2 separate regions of the Columba livia genome follow, and region 2 is linked to region 1. A link is a contact called in public Hi-C data. All regions are on one chromosome and are shown on one strand. The core of a region is the stretch at or near the end of the contact, and the rest is flanking DNA. Distances in the headings are between cores, read along the strand shown.

What was found. A called contact is a pair of places that touch in the nucleus more often than the background predicts.
Region 2: a Hi-C map of liver shows a contact between it and region 1, with 2.1 times the contacts expected there. The contact joins the enhancer-like site here to the promoter of PPARG in region 1. A contact is called at or near these places in 2 of 2 Hi-C or Micro-C datasets (crop and liver).

What each region holds. Positions count from the first base shown.
Region 1 is chr10:1,326,362-1,332,087 of bColLiv1.pat.W.v2, reverse strand. PPARG (peroxisome proliferator activated receptor gamma) reads right to left here and starts at 3,668. Exons shown (of 6, transcript NM_001282827.1): 1 at 3,449-3,668; 2 at 967-1,136; 3 at 1. The coding sequence starts at 3,668.
Region 2 is chr10:1,362,698-1,368,423 of bColLiv1.pat.W.v2, reverse strand. No RefSeq gene overlaps it. Among named protein-coding and RNA genes, the nearest start is that of TSEN2, 20 kb to the left of the region's middle. Within about 2 kb of position 2,158, at least 1 of the 3 cell types and tissues checked has an H3K27ac peak away from gene starts, as active enhancers do.

The DNA of each region.
Region 1 (5,726 bases), core at 2,419-4,918:
CCTGAAATAAACATAAAAACATGGAAGCAAAGCTCTGATTGTTCCGCTGCTTCGAGACATTTCGCTATTAAGTGAACATGACATTTTCAAAATTCGAAGTCCACTACCAATGTAGAAAATGTTATATAAATCACAACAATCCAAAACTTCTGCCACCAGCAGTTTGATCACAAGGAAATACAAAGAGGTATGTGTTATCTGTTTAAATTTTCTTTCCCAACTAATGATTTTTTAATTCTATTTCAAAGATTGATTTTGAGTCTGAGCACTTAAAGAGGATTTATGTTCTTTACCCAAATTTATCATCGTTGCTTGTAGCAATTGATTTTTTCTCACAGCGAACAATAACAACAATAAAAGCACAATGCCAACTCTTATTTATATCACTCCTCGTAATTTAAGTAATCAACAGAATACTTATTGCTTTATTTGTGTTCCTAATTCAGTGCTCCAATTTCATTTAAGCTCTGCATTGGGTCTTTACTATTAGTTATTCTCAAGATATTGAGAATAGAGAAAATGAGAATTTCACATCAAACTCTGTGATGTCTTTCCTTGAACTCAATGAATTGTTATTAATTTATTTCTCTGGCATTTCTTTTCTAATTCTTGAGGATGGTCAATTTTTCTACCATTCCTTTGTCCTCTATGTGTTACAAACACTAAATATCATTGAACATTAAAAATACCCTGTGGAGTTTCACAGCAGAAACCCACATTCTTTAATGCCACCAGAATTTTCAGTAGTCACCAAGAAACGTGTAAACGGGGCAAAGAAACTCTAATCAATCAGAATAACAAAGCCTGAATTTTAAATAGCTCAGAGTATCGAGCTTTTGGAGTTGGGTGTTCACCACCTTTTGCGGCGTTGTATGAATTCAGATTCTACAAGGGACTTCCAAGACAGCAGGAATGAAATACAATTGCCTAATTGACAAAAGTAGAAGAAAAGCACCAAAAAGGCACCTTGCAGCCCTCGCAGGCGTGCACGCCGTAGTGGAACCCGGACGCCTTGTCCCCGCACACGCGGCACTCGATGGCCATCAGCGAGTTGGAAGGGTCCTCGTGAGCTTTGTTGTACAACTGAACCTTTTCTGCAAAATAGGGTGGGGAAGGAGGCTCCATTTTGATCGCACCTGCGGACAGAGAAGATTTAAACAAGAAACTCTAAGTCAAAATGTAGAAGAAGCAGCAAGGAATAATCGCACGCAGTTACAGTTAACAAAGATTCATAGGGCTGCTTTAAAATACAAACTGAGTAGTAAAGAAAGGACGTAAAGGGATGTCAGCTGGCAGCAGCTATTTCACCGGCAGGATATAGGCTGAAAAACCTTCAAGAGGCAGATTCTGATATTAAACATTTCTATACAGCGGCCTCACGCTTGAAAGGCCTTGCTTTTCTCAGTATCTAATCTGGCTGGGTTACCTTAAGATACTCAGAACTACTGCAGGGAGACTGACTGGAGTTTCTAATCGAGTCTAGAAGATATTTAAGTATCGAATAGACATATACATTGAATAATATATTGTTTGGTTATATATATATATACATATATATTAGATAATATAATATTCGTTATTTAAATAAATTTATCTCTTTTTTTTGGCCAACACTGTTCAGCTTTGGATGCAGTTCAGAGCTTCGTTTCTCTTCTGAAAGTTTCTAATTAAAAGAGCAATTTGGAATATTGAACAAGCTCAGCCAACCAAATATGATCTCTTTAAATCAAGCGGTGACATTTGACACTATAACATTACATCATATCACATCTGGGAGCAACGTAGCAGATGTCGTGTTACAATAAGGTGAATGTTTTTCTCTTCCAGACTGGCTGCACTATACAAACTAGAAAGTTTTCTTTCCTATATAAACTAGGAAGAAGAAGGAAAAGTGGAAATTCATCTAAGTAGAGACAAAGAGACTCTACTGCGCTCTCTAGGTTGCTATTAAATTGTTATGGACATTTCTAATTAAACAAAAGACAAATAAATTACTAGCTGGAAAACTGTCTTTGAATTCATTTCCTAAGTAACGCGGAGGTACGCAGCACTTGCTTTGCTGTGCAACCAAAATTAAACACGAGAATTCCCTGAAGGAATTCCTGTCCAGATTGCTACCACCAAGAGTGAAGTCAGATTGAAGCAGGCGAAGGGCATCTCTAAGAGTTCCTCACATTCCTACCTGGAGCAGGAACGCAGGAACAACTCATTTAGGAACAGGTCACCTCCTGTCTCAAGAGGAGAGTTCCGTGTAAGTTTTTTACCACGACTGACAAGAGGAGCGTTTTTCATAGTGTATAAATAATCCATGGTTATGCCTGCACTTGGAACACTGATAACAGAATCACAGAATCACAGAATCGACTGGGTTAGAAAAGACCTCAGAGATCATCGAGTCCAACCCTTGGTCCAACTCTAGTCCGTTTACTAGATCATGGCACTAAGTGCCATGTCCAATCTCAGTTTAAAAACCTCCAGGGCCGGTGAGTCCAGCACCTCCCTGGGCAGCCATTCCAATGCCTGACCACTCTCTCTGTAAAGAATTTCTTTCTAATCTCCAGCCTAAATTTCCCCTAGTAGAATTTAAGCCCATGGCCCCTTGTCCTGTTGCTGACTGCCTGGGAGAAGAGACCAATCCCCACCTGGCTATAACTTCCCTTCAGGTAGTTATAGAGAGTGATGAGGTCACCTCTAAGCCTCCTCTTCTCCAGACTAACCAAGCCCAGCTCCCTCAGCCTCTCCCCATAGGTCTTGTGTTCAAGTCCCTTCACCAGTCGTGTTGCTCTTCTCTGGACCCGCTCCAGCACTTCAATCTCTTTCCTGAGCTGAGGGGCCCAGAACTGAACACAATACTCCAGGTGTGGCCTCCCCAATGCAGAGCACAGGGGAAGGATCACTTCCCTTGTCCTGCTGACCACGCTGTTTTTGATACAGGACAGGATACCGTTGGCCTTCTTGGCTTTCTTGATTAAACTCATATCAGTGTCGTGACTCAGATGTAGCCACTATTTCTACTCCATCATTTTCTTAGGCTGTTTGGAATTTAAAAGCTACACAAATTAATAATGAACATGCTGTGAATGCTGGGGCATTTTTTAACAGCCAGGCTATTTATTCTGCACCGTGTTCACAGAGCTTCAAAGGACAATTCGCACACTGGATACACGAGTAGGAGACTGGAGGTTTCAGAAACAAATGGTTGGGGTTCACCAAGTGTTTAACGTCATTTTAGATACTTTCTATTATCTTGCCTGATCTCCAGCTGCTGCTCTGGGAGGGTGAAGGTTTGCTATATGTATTCTGCCTGCCCTGCAAGGATATCCTATGGTCACCTCTGGTGACACAGCATTTAGGCATCTGAATACTTCTGAATCCTCGTGCTGATGGTACACTTTCCAGAGAATGACACAAAGGGAACATGAAGGAAATATTTTAAATAAAAGCATACTTTGGCAATCCTGGAGCTTGATATCATATTTATAGTCAAAGCTTGTCTGGTCAGCTCTCGCAAGAGGAATATCTTCATAGTGCGGTGAAGAAATGCTTGAAAAATCAACAGTGGTAAATGGCTTGATGTCAAAGGAATGTGTATGATCATCCATCGCAGACAGATCCACCGGGCTAATTCCAAAATTAATGGGCCAAAACGGCATTTCTGTGTCCACCATTGTAATCCCTGAAAGAAATAATAATAAAAAAAAAGAAACAGGCATTTTAGAAGCAGCTTGTGACATCTGTGATGAGTTGGGGCCTGAGCTGAGGTGCTGTTGCCCTGTGTCCAACGGGTGGAGACACAACTCACAATCAGGTGCAGGTTTGGGGAACCTATCTGTTGTTTGGCTTGAGTTTGTCACCATATAATGGATAAGGCTGTAGAGTGACACTGCCTGGATAACACTGGGCACTTAGCCCAGCCCTGAGGCTCCTCTTGGGAAGGCTCCGATATCTGGCCCCCAAGAACAGCGGTTCAGTAACAGATATGGGAAAAGTGACCACCTAAATAATTATGAATGGCCAAATGAAACACACCTGCATTTTAATAGTATATTTTATGAAACATTTCTGTACTTTAGTAAGCATGCAAGTCATTAAAAAAGACCAATGATCCCAGAGTCTTAAACCCAAGGCACGAGGAAATGTAATTTATGACCTTCCAAATTCCATATGTATTTATGCAGCTGTTGAAAGTAGTAAACAAATAGAAAGCGTCAATCTGCAAAAATCTTCAGCAAATCCAGTGAATTCAGATTAAGATATAAAACCTTTTTCTGAGTCCTCTTCTGATAGCTGGCTGAACCAAAATCCTTGGTTTAGTATTTTTCAACTATTAAAAGGTCTGTAATTAACAGCAAGTGTAGAACACTCGCTGGTTTATAACTAGGGCCTGTCTCTCATTTTCCATGATTTTTAAAAAGAACATTCTAATCTAAAAATAGAACCGATGTCACAGAACTAAAATAACTTGGTCACTTTGGCTGTTTAATTTGGACTTTAGACCCAATCGAGTGAGTGGCCTTTAACCTCTACATAACAGGGACTTTGATTTGATCTGCTTCAAATCAAAACTACCATGTCCCGCTGCAACATGAATATCATGGACCAGAGCTGCTCTATAATTTTGTGCTCATCCCTTGTTCTGACTGTCCCCCCGAGCTGTGCTGGGGCGCTGAGGCCCTCATGGCTGGAAATGGTCACAGTTCTCTTGATCTTTCCCCAGGCAAGTCACCATCTTTCTTCTCCCACCTTTTAGGACTTGCAGCACAACACTTTAGTTCTTCTACTCTGAACATACTGACAACAAACGTCGTAAGATATCTTACTTAATTCTTAGATTTCAGATCAGAAATTCCCACTCTGGTGGAACAGAAGTGCTGCTGCTGTATCCCACTGTCATGGTTTTGTTAAAAAACAAGTTTCTCTTTTAGTGAATTTGCCTGTCAGCTAAAGCTTCATATTAGCTGCATTTTCCTGGAGAACCAGATACATGTTTTGGTGAACATAGCAATGGAATGGGAAGTTATTGATAAGCGTGGATGGACATCTCGCGAGAGGGGCAACGAGAAACAGGTGACCAAAAACTGACCAGCTGTGTATAACATCCCATCCACATGAATACTTCATATAAAAGTGGGAGATCACGAGGATCTCGTCCCTTTTTTCCCTTTTCCTTATGGCGACATTAGCAGAGGACCTTGCGAGTCGTCCCTGCGAACTGAGGCCAGTGACAGACTGAATCCAGCTCCGGTTGGCTGCAGAGTCCAGTCCAGGACTTCTGGTGCCAGCTCTGCAGTTGCTGAGACTTTCAAGATCGGTTTTGTATATTTTGTATTATTTTCTCTATTTTATCAGTAGCATTAGTAAAACATTTTTAATGTTTCCAGCTCTCTCCTCTCTGTCCTTCTTTCCCTCCCGATCGCCTGTCCTGAGTGGGAAAGGGGGAGAGGGGAGAGAGGAGGTTAACAATACATCTGCCAGGGTTTGATCGTCACCCCGCAATCTAAACCCTTGACACCCACGCTGCACACACACGTGCTTAAGCGCAGGCTTAAGTCACTCACTGAACAGAGATACTGAATCACCTGCCACTGGGCTCAATTTCTGTATTATACGCAGAAAAGATGTTAAAATCAAACATTTTTCCTACATCATGCATACAACTATAAAAAATATTCTCACAATCTTGAGGCATTATCGCTCTATATTTTCAATTTAAAAGGCTACAGTTT
Region 2 (5,726 bases), core at 909-3,408, 38 kb before region 1:
TGGTGACATGACACAGTGTATTGTTAGTAAATAGGTTTGATTTACATCAGTACTTGTAAAAGACTCATTTGAATTTCTATGTACACTACTTGACACGGACCAGTTGCAAAAGATAATCTCCTCCTCTGGCTAGTCAGAATACAGCAATTTGTTTGCCTGTATTGTTTAGCAGAATAAGATAACTTGCATTCTCTTTATTGAAATTGCTGGGTGAAACGCAAAGAAATGTCATTTTGTTCCCTCAGCATCCTGCCATCTCCGTGCGTTGCCTCATAGTTCAGGCTGTATTCAAGTTACGAGTCTGGATGCAAAGCTACCCTTAACACAGTTCCACACAAAAGGTATGATTTGCTCAGACAATAAATTATTTAATTTCTTCTTCTGTGAAAGCTTAAAAATCTCTACAGAAATTGCCTGGCCAATATATAACTACCTCTAGTCAGCAGCAAGTCAGCTATGGTATTATCTGCAGCTTTTAGTATCCAAAATTTCAGGGTACAAATTCGGTGCTAGTGCAAATGTCTGTGGTTCCCATGAGACTCTGGTAAGCTGGTGAATGCAATACTGGCTGTGTTCATTTACAAAAAGATTTCAGAATTAGCACTGTGTTCAGTTACAAGAACTCCAGAATGTTAGAAAATATGCTAATGCTAGCAATGCTGGACCTTGCATCATGAAGCAGGCATTATTTTTGCTTTAAACAAATGTTATGTTCCTTGAAAAATATTTTATATTGTACATAAAGTTCTTTTTAACTTCTGTATACATCGGCAAAACTATTGATTAGTGCAAAGGTAATGAAATACAGACAGAAGCTATATGTATTGCACAGCACTTTACAGAAGACAAGTCGGTTTTACTCCCGTTCAAAAGGAAAAGGACCCAGTCAGTCAGTAAGCCCTGTTGTCAATCATCTCAGCAAAAACAAGGAAGAAAAGGTTACAAATGCTAAATTAATACGCACTCCTAGACATGGCATTCCAGGCTGGGATCTGTAGCCATGAGTGACTTCACAAACAGGTACTTACAATCTTGCTGTCAGAATTGTACCATTCTGTAGGTAAACAAACTTAATTCTCCAAACATTTGACTTGTATATACAAACAGAGGAGGGAATAAATGGGTAAAACAAAACCCTAGTAGGAGTTCACAAATCCAGGCAGAAGCAGCAGATGATACAGGCTGTTGATCCTGCCCATTACATGTCATGGAGTTACTAGTTGTGAAAATAAAAGAAAAATTCTTTCTATATAATATCCCAAGCTACTGGATGATTGTGAGGTAGAGTCAGGGTATTAAATGTCGTATATTAGCTGTCTTGAGTCTCTCTGTCAAAGACAGTCACAAGCAGCAAACCAGAGACCTCCCCATGTGTGCTGCGGTGGTACATGTGCTGGACTGGGCTGAAAATTCCATCCCCCCGTCATTTCAAAGTTTGTTTGTCTATTCTGGCTCAGAATGGGGGGCAAACCACCAATTCTTCAACATGATGGACCCTGCACCTTGGAGCACTGATTGCAGGAAAGGGTGCTGGCTCAGAGGCAGTAGGGACAGCTCAAGAAGTTTAAAACAAGTCATTATTTTGTCGAGAAACAGCAAATAGTTAATTAAGTAACTGATGCTGTTCTCTTCTCCACGAACAGAACAGTGACGTATAGCCATAAATTCAGTGGTACTCGCTTCTCAATGTCGGGAGAGGGTTTTCCTCTTTGGAGGCAGTCATAAAACAAAGTGAGACTTAATGATCAGCCACCAAAAATTCCCAGGCCACCAAGACAAGGAGGCAGGAAGAGAAGTCCAGGGAACAGAGCAGCTTAGCCCACTTAAGATGTTTAGATGTCATCTAGCTGCTTGCTGAAACAACATAGAGTGAAAATGAACAGTCAGAAGACAGGCAGCTGAAGAGAGGTGGTCAGAAACGTGAGTCACTTATTCAATCAGTATTTTTAAAGCCAGATTATCTGACTACTGCTTGGATTTCAGAAGGGTGCCAATAATTCTTCACACTGTGATTCTGCTCACAGATACCTTAACCCACTTTGGCACAAGGGATTTCCAGCTCTTTCTCCCTGATATCTGGCACGTTGCTCCTCCTGTCCATGAGCTCACGCTCTGCTGGCCCTTCCTCTGGTGCCAGAACAGCCTTTTTGCTCATTGTGAACAGCCATCACTGCGACAGTCCTCACTGACTGATGTGTGGGAAAGGAGGTGCGCAATTTACCTCTCTGCACACAGAAGGCATCAAGGGAATTCTCTTGTTTTGCTGTGTTTGAGAGCATTTTTCCCACTCTGACTGGACAGAATATGCAATGCAGCCTCTCTTTCTCAGAAAATGACTCACAATGACTTCTGTTATCATCTGAGGATGTTCAGGCAGAACAAATAGCATGTGACCTGAGGCCAATGACAGCTGGGAATTTGGATTAAAAATAAAAGAGGAATGAGAACATTTGTCACAAAATACTCCATCCTTCAAGGAGCACAACAGTTTCTAACAGGAAATAAAAGTAGCGTTTATTTTTATTAAAAGTGCTTCTGTTTCACCATTTTTTCTGGCCCTAGAAACACCCGCATTTTGATGGAGAGCAATTCTCCCTCATGAGTTTGGCTTAGGGAAGTAATTTGTGAAACAAAACAATACACGCTCTTTCTCAGACTGGGAAGAGAAAATGTTGTGCCTGTGAAAAGCTGCCTGCACCTTGCACTTCTGAACAAAGTGAAAAAAGCAGTTGGACTGAGATTCTTTACAGTAGATACGCATGGGGTTGATATCCTACTGCCAAACAGGGTCAGAACAAGGACAAAAGTTTACAGTTGTCATCTGCAACAAATATTTGGGGAGTGTCCAAACCATATTTTATAAAGGTATTATCTACTTTGAGTTAATTGTCAGCCAGTTAACCAGAGATGAAACACTCACGTGTGGATACAAGATCCAGGCAGCATTTTGCTCTGAGTGCTCACCTTGTTTTCTATAGAATTATTGATGAAGGAATGTCTGCGGCCATGTAGGTGACGGGAGTGGGCACACAGTGATCACCTAATGAAAACAACCAAGAGGTTGGAGGTTTTTTTGGTTTTTAATAATGCCCGTTTCTGCATTGTTTATTTCAGAACAGGCAGGGGACCATGACTGACCTTAGTAAACACAGTGCAGTCCAACCCACAGACAGAGGCCGGCGCTATCTGCCTCAGCGCGGTGATTGCTGCGCAGTTAATCAGTCACCGGCTCCCTGTTGGTGGCCAGCATTGCCAGGCCAGTGCCGAGGGGCTTGGTTTGATACTGCTCTGGTTACACATTTACCCAATTCTGTATTCCCCAACTGGAGTCATAATCAGACATCGGTACAGTCTGTAAGTCACAAAGTTCTCTTGCTGATAATTTCGTCATTTCTTTATCATCCGGCAGTGAAGCACTGCTATCAGTTTGTCAGAAATGGAAGCAGCGGTATTCTGCTTACAGATTGTCACTCCAGTATTTTGTCTATATGCCCAATCCTACAAAGCAAGCCAAGGAATTTCGCTAACTCAGCTGCAGCACTTAGGCTTTACAAAGCTCTGTAAACACAAGTTCCCAGAGAAGAAATCCAAGAGCACGTTGTGGCAGGGAAAAATATGTTTTAAATACATTTAGTGAGAATTACTTAAACAGCTCATCAATCAAGTGACAAACAAAAAGTAAGATCTTATTTATAATCCTTCTTTGCTTTGGGTGTAGTAAAAGGTTAGTATATGGCAGGAAATTAAAATAGTATTTTATTTTTCTACCTGCTTCTTTCTATTAGACCTTGGCCAACGGTGTGTAGCCTCAGTACATTCCGTAACCAACCTCAGGGCAATGTGGGAACAATAATGAAACATCATTATATTTTCTGGGAGCAACTGCAAAAGCTGATGGAAAGATTGGAGGCTCACTTCAGCTATAGGCTACTGCACACAGCTTTCAGCCAGCTGATAACAGGGAAAATAGCTATGCTGAGAAACAGATAAACACTGATTTCTTTGATTTGCTTCAGGGACAGATTTCCCAGAGCTAGTTGGAAGAATTATTTCTTATAGTCAAATTTTCTTTCTTCTCTGAAGAAGCAAGATGAAAGGGTTGGAGAAGGACCTGAATACCACAGCTTGGAACACAGAAACAGAAGAACAGTGCTAGAAGGGGCCAAGAGATCTTCTAACCCATCCTTCTGTTTCAAGGCAGGAGCTGAGAGTCCTGAACGAAGGGAAAAAATAGAGGTTGGTGGCAGAAGTCTGCAAGAGGGACGGCTGCCGAGGAGCACTGGTGTATGGTTTTCCTTTCTCTGAATTAGGTTTATTCGAAGTAAAATGTACAAAACTTTGGGTAACACGGTACAGTTGCAGAATAGCAGGTGTAGCCTGTGCTCCTGCAACAGCTCTTGCTTTTTATGAGCAAATTTGAGGATTGCACGTTCACACAGGTAATTAAACATACAGTTAGTCTATTTGTTGTCTCAAAGGCGGGGTTTTGCAGGCTTTGTTGGCAGCTCCAGATCTGAAAATGCTGTTACTGGTGAAATGGAAAAAACCCAACTCAGTAAAGGAAACACTTTGATGAAACACAATTAACTTGCAGCTCCTGTTATCCCAGGACATTGGTGAGAACATTCAAAAGTAAAGCAGTTTCTTTCAGTGGATAAACCTTTGCTAATGAGAACTGTATGGACATATGCATAGAATAAGCATTTCTGTGTTTGAAAGTAATAAGTAACAAGCTCATTTAGAGCCATAAGCATAGTAGCAACAGCTGAGGACGTGATATTTCTTGCTCAATTCAACCTGTTAAAGGCATATTGTATTTTCTGCTAAAGGAGCAGTTCCCCACACTTGGATGCTTGGACCACATTGAAATGAAAAGTTTGCCTTGTAGACCCTTCTCCTTCTGTTCTTGGATGCATCCACTGAAAATTTTCACCTCTCCCGCCCACAGTGTGCAAACATTGCTGCTTCTTCCAGCCCTGATTGCGTGTTATCCCCATGGCAAATGAAATTGCCTAATAGAAGCAGACATTAAGAAAGCATTTAACGTATTGTTGCTTGTCCTCTAATAATAAATGCAACAGCTGAAAATGAAGAGAACTGTTACCCAGAACAGCCAGTTCTAAGCACCCAACATTTTGGGAGAGGCTCCAGTAACATGCACGGTGCTTTCTGAAATGGGCGCTCAGGCAAGACTGGATTATGTTCTGGAAAGGCAAATTTGAACCTTTTTTCTTGAATATTGAGAGCAATATTATCATCAGATCACACCTGTGTTCCAAACTCAGCCTGATCCCCTTGCAATGATTTCCAGATGGTTGAATTCATACTGAGAGCTCTAAATTCAAGCTTAGGTTGAGAACTACAATTACTTTTTTTTTTTTTCCCCTGAAAATGCTGTATACCCTTTAATATCTCCTTGTGCATATAGTGCATAGACATAGATCCCCCCCAAGAAGCTCAGCACTGTGCAGGACTGAGCATGTGTTCTGTAAAGCAAATCTCTCAAGTCTTTCCACAAGGTTGTGTCAAGTTCCCTTGGAAAAGGAGTGACAACTGTCCGCAGTGAAGTGGAATAATTGCCACACTTGGGCATCCTGAAGCCTTGGAAATGATCTTGGCAACCACATCTCAGTGTGGGGAGAAGTACATTCAACCACACCAAGTGGAGGTGCTGTACAATAGATAACATTTTAGATTTTTTTCAGACACACCCAAAATTCCTTGTG